Linked DNA regions of Zea mays: region 1 is linked to region 2. Evidence: chromatin contacts called from public Hi-C data. All regions are on one chromosome and are shown on one strand. Each heading gives the region's core, a stretch centred on a gene start, on an enhancer-like site or on the middle of the called end of the contact. The rest is flanking DNA. Distances are from core to core; before and after follow the strand shown. Region 1 holds the start of LOC103629655 (molybdenum cofactor sulfurase). Region 2 holds the start of LOC100136826 (phosphatidylinositol synthase 2).

Region 1 (2,910 bases), core at 173-2,672, 190 kb before region 2:
AAACCAACACATCTTTAGAAGCTAGCATAGCAAACTTCAATTTCCATATATGTAAAGCTTAAGGTCCCGTATGGCTTCAGGAACTAATCTTTAGTCCTTGGTTTTTAGTCATGTTTAATCCTTTTTGCTTTAGTCTTTAGTCTCTCAAAGGGTAGCTAAACGTGACTACAGCGGATTTATTTCTTCCTGCCCTTCATTTATTGCCGTCTCTCTCTCTCTATGTGACGTCTTATGCATACAAGGGGTATTTCAGTCTTTCGATAATGCATTTAATGTGTTCTGAACCTGTTTAGTCTTGGAGCCAAAATAGAGATTAAACTTTAGTTCTAGGACTAAACTTTAGTCCTAGGCCTAATCGGAATCCAACAAGGCCTAAGATTATCCTCTCATCCTAATCAAGCATGCTCTCAGTCACGTCCGCAAAATGCAAAATTGGCGTCACTCCTCTCTTAGCCACAACAACAAAACTCAAAATTCCCAATAAAGGAGTGTATGCGAATGAGTATGACAAAAACATTAATGGTTAATTATATCTGTGTCATTATAATTTTCTACGTTTTGATATGTGTCACTAAACTTCTTAAGATTGCACATATACCATTAAACTTCTATTCAACTCTGAAATACACAATCTGAAGTACCACCGGCACACGTATTTTCGGATTTCCTTTTTTACCTTTGTTTGTCAGTACATCAACTGTGCAGCTCTAGCGAGGAGTGGAGCGCAGCTACGATGGGCGTGCAGCTCCGGTGGCGGCTGCTAGGGTTACGGAGCGCATGTTTGGAGAGACGAAAAGTCACAAAATGGCTGCGTTCGTAGCAACGTTTCTGCTGGGTTTACTTTGAACAAGGGTAAAAAAGGAAATACGAAAATGTGTTCTTATTTAAGAGTTACGTCTGATTCAACAAAATGGTGTATTTAAGAGTTGATTAGAAATTTCATGGCATATTTACAAGCTTAAGAAATTTAGTGGCACATATCAAAACGTAGAAAATTATAATGGCACGGACATAATTAACCCAAACATTAAATAGCTGTCTTCATTTTTACAGGAACCAACAAATTCAATTTCAAGTTTTCGCGTATGAATTGAGAAGGACGCGAAATCACACCTTCCAGCCGCTTGAACTCGGCGGCCCGCAGATCGTCGATGCCCCTGGGCGCGTCCGGGTAACCGTAGTCCCCACCGAACTGCTCCAAAAACTCCGCCTTGCTCTGGCCCATCTCTTCCTTTCTCTCCCGCAACTCCCAAATCGCAATCTCAAGTTCTCGAACCGACCCAAACCGATCAGATTACGCTCCAATAGAACTTAGAGGAGCAATTCTTGTTGATGTAACTGGGATTAAGTACTAGCGAAATCGGAGTGTAACGCACCCACTGGGCCAGTCCGCCCGGGCACCTCGCTCTCAAAACCTAAGCTGAGAGAGAAGGGAGGCCCGCCCTTATAAGTGCAACACGGCCCCCTTGGCTAGGCGAGGTGGTACTAACCCAGGGCGTGCATACCGGTCCCTTACATCCCACCCCCCTAAGAGGCCCAAAGCTCTCCCAGGCAGCAGCGGCAATGTAGGCTCCGATACCAATTGTAACGCACCCACTGGGCCAGTCCGCCCAAAGCCCACCATCGCCACACTCGACAGCTTCGGGCGTTCATGCGCTCGTGGGCCGGCCCAGCCAAGAGAGCCCACCACTCACATCCCAAAAGCCAGGCTGATGGGAGGAGGGAGACTCTCCCTTTTAAGCTGCCCACGGCCCCCTTGGCTAGCCGATGTGGGACTAAAGCCGGGGCGCTGACTACCAGCCCCTTACATCCCACCCCCTTGGGAACCCCCCCCCAAGGCAGGCATGGGCCAAACCGGGCTCTGATACCAGATGTCAGCGTCCAACCCCCGGCCCAGCCCACACTCGACAGCTTCGGGCGTTCATGCGCTCGTGGGCTGGCCCAGCCAAGAGAGCCCACCACTCACATCCCAAAAGCCAGGCTGATGAGAGGAGGGGGACTCTCCCTTTTTTAAGCTGCCCACGGCCCCCTTGGCTAGCCGATGTGGGACTAAAGTCGGGGCGCTGACTACCAGCCCCTTACACGGAGGTGGCCACCAAATCGGGTTCTGAAGTGGTCGGGATCGTGCTTCAGTTTCTCCACTCGTGCTGGTGGATACGGCGTGGGGCAAGAAAGCCTAGGGTCCAGCAGGCGGGAGGTGGAACTGTGGAAGGCTCGAAGATGCGTAAGGGCTCACGCAAGATTTCACACCTCCATGGTCAATGGAGGGCGACACGGCCGTACGGAGCTTCTGCAAGCGTCAGCAATGGCGTGGGAAGCAGACCGGCACACTCTTTCCCCCACCACTCCTCCCATCCCATAGGTGTACATTTGGGTCGGGCCTGATGGACCGGCCCGAAGCACGAAAAAAAAACACAGTCTAGACACGGCACGACCCGAAATAATTTAGTGCCGGGCCGGCACGGCCTGATATATCGGGTCGGGTTTGGACCGAGGTCGCAGCCCATGGGCGGGCACGAGCACGACCCGTTTAAGGCAGGCACGAAATGGCCCATATAGAGGCGCGAAAAGGCACATATCTCTACTAACTATTAAGACTATAATGTAGACTGCCCGCCTCCCAACGCCCGCCAGCCCGCCCGCCGCGATCCACCCGCCCCTGCGCCGCAATCCCCCCCCCCCCCCCGCTCGCCGCAATCCCCACCCTCCCGACATCGACGCCTTCCTCCCCCGCAACGCTCCGACCATGGCGTGGGGAGAGGACGAGGCTATCGACCCCGACGTGGCCTCGATGGGTCTTCACGTCTCGGAGCGGATCGGCCGCGACGCCGTTTCCTCTCCGCCGCCAAGACCATCCTCCGCATCCAGCTCAGCCAACTCTCCTCGAGCCCAAAAGCACACCGCGCGCCA
Region 2 (2,756 bases), core at 117-2,616:
GTATTGACTTGGGTGGTTTGAAGAGTGCGAACCATCTGCAAGAGAAATTGTCAACTTAGTTGAATTTTAAAGAGGTAAGGCTAATAAAATAATTTTATAAGAACGAAATTAGCAAGTTTTGAACAGACTAGGCTTTCCATTTCTAACTAGTCTAACGACCTAGGGTCATCATAGTTTTGATACCACTTCTGTCACATCCGGTTCTGGGGGCAAAACCGAATGCATAGCATATATGTGTCAAGATCCATTTTCGACACATATGTTGACGTCACAAGTGTAATATATCAAAAGACAATACAATAAAGGCGTAAAGAGAATAATCTTTATTACAACATCCAGACAATAGTATCTTAAACAGTATCATCAAAGTATAGAGGAAATAACATGGGTAATCTCCCACAGGAAGATGATCGACGCATCGTTAGACTCAGTATTCATCGAAATCTCCATCAAGGTCTTCTTCATCACACTGATCAAAATATTAGCAAGGGTGAGCTCACTTATGGTCGGGGCTCAACAAGTGGGGGAAAATCAATGAAGTTTAACAAGGTAAGGCTAAGGTTAAGCGGTAAGCATTTTAGTTGGTCAACATTTTATTAGCAACACCTGTCTTACTAATAAGTGTATCCCAAATATCCCAATTAAACAATAACATAAGATTATATCAAAAACACTTAAGTGAAATCACTTAAGCAAACCATTTGTGAATCATCGGATCACGATTTATTCTCCATCTTTATGTTCAATTATCATGTGAGGGTCCAGGTTGCTCTTAACCGTGAGCACGACTGACATTTCAGTTTTACACTCTGCAGAGGTGGTAAAACTTTACCCACAAGCCATGTATCCCATCTAGCCTGGGTTGTACGGACCCTTAAACACTATCGAAGTGAATGACTAGGGATCCACTATGTGGTTTTCACAGAATACACTTAATACAAAGCAACCTGCTAAGATTTCTAAGTCGGTGTGGAGGCCCTCTGGACAAGGTACCTGAGCCAAGAATACATATATCAAAGAACTTTTAACGATTTTTAGTGGTTTGTATCAAACAGTTTTTATTTTTTTAACAGCTCACAGGCTACATCAGCTTTTTTCCACATATCAAAGCCAACAACAATTTTTTTTCACAGTCACAGCCCAACCAAACAGTCTCTAAGCCCTCGTTGTGTCTGCCCTCAATGTCCATATAAATATGCATTATTTCTTTCGATTAATATAAAGCATTATATTGTGTGCGAAATATTTATAAAGGACCGTTTTATAATGAAATTTAGACGAAAACTCTCAAAGATTGTAAAATCGCGAAGGCTACTAGGCAGAATTCCAAATTTCTCGTCCCTGATACCTCACACCGGGCCGCCACACAAAATCCCCACACCTGCCTGCGTATCGCGCTGCCCACCCACCGCACATCCCCGCCTCCCGCCGGCCGGCCGCCCGCCTAACGACTCGCGGTCACCGCCTGCGGGCCACCGTCCGCCCCCAGCTCGCTTACGATATTGTACGTTCGTGGCGCGGAGCACCGTGGTGTTGGCCTAGTACGTCGATTTCACGGTGACTTCACCACCATTGCCGCCCAGTGGCTGCAGAAGCTCCCCGCCAGCAACAAGTTCACCTACAACTGCGACGGCCACACCTTCAGTTACCTCATAGAGAAAGGATTTAGTGAGTAGCTTTCATCCCGTCGCTCCGCTCCGCCTTATTCCATCGGAATCTGCACCGCCGCGGGCTCGAATCGGGTTCGGCTTGCTTGGATCTCGCGGGGTTCGCCTCGATCCGCTAGATGGTATCAGGTTCGTTCGGTAGTCTCGTGTTATTCTGGATTTGATGGGATTGTACTGCGTTCAGCGTTCTCATGCCTTATCTGGGGATAAAAGCACTGGCATATATTTCTCAGATGGATCCATGCGGGATATGTTGCTCCTGTTTTTAATCATGGAAAGGGTTGGCTATTTTGCCGATTCTATTGGTGTTAGTTGATGCCGTGGCTTTGTAGCTCTATTTTGCTTTCATTTGCTATTCGTTTGTCACATAAGAAATTGCGGCATACTATAGTAGTATTATGTGATAAGGAATGTTGTAATATCAAGTTCTCAGCGACTGATATGAGTTAGGCGTCCATTTCAAAACATTGTGTTGATCTAGAGTAAAACTCAGATGAAAGCACCCGTCAGTAAGATTTCTTCATGGCAATACAGAGCTCAAGTAGCCAAGTGTGTCTTTTAACATGTAGCCCGGAGTCCCTGGACTTATCATACATTCACTACGTAATTTCCATCCATTCATCTCCTTAACTAACTTAAGTGGGAAAACAGCAAAGGGTGTTACGGCGACTGAATCTATGTCACAGACTCAATATATATTCGATTATTCTTTAAAAATGTAATATTATTAAGAATTGAGAAGACCCTTGGAACTGTAAGTGCAGGTTCAGACTAATTCTTGAAGTCCTTGGTGCTGCAGATTCAGACTCACTTACCAAACTGCAGATTGATACCTTTTCTTCAGAAAAACTTTTTGGAGCAATGTTGTGTTCCAAAAATTATCTAAGCCTGCAATCCACTTGTCAAAATTTTGAAGCACATCTTTTTAAGGTGTTGCCGAATAGAGAGATTGAATACCTATCGTTAAAATATAATTCATAATCACAACTGACGATGTGATATCGTGTTAGTTATTGAGTAATTTTTGTAGCCTCTTTTTGTGTCAACCTCCATCTACATGGCTGCTTTGTTCTCTAGTGTTTTAAAACT

What was found. Hi-C and Micro-C count contacts between places; a contact is called where the count stands out from the background.
Region 1: a contact with region 2 is called in a Hi-C map of ear, with 2.8 times the contacts expected there. The contact joins the promoter of LOC103629655 here to the promoter of LOC100136826 in region 2. A contact is called at or near these places in 6 of 25 Hi-C or Micro-C datasets (ear, leaf, tassel and 1 more).

What each region holds. Positions count from the first base shown.
Region 1 is chr6:102,896,025-102,898,934 of Zm-B73-REFERENCE-NAM-5.0, reverse strand. LOC103629655 (molybdenum cofactor sulfurase) reads right to left here and starts at 1,422. Exons shown (of 22, transcript XM_020539337.2): 1 at 1,114-1,422. The coding sequence starts at 1,225. It also overlaps the pseudogene LOC103629654.
Region 2 is chr6:102,706,790-102,709,545 of Zm-B73-REFERENCE-NAM-5.0, reverse strand. It overlaps LOC100136826 (phosphatidylinositol synthase 2), which reads left to right and starts at 1,366. Exons shown (of 11, transcript NM_001371768.1): 1 at 1,366-1,668.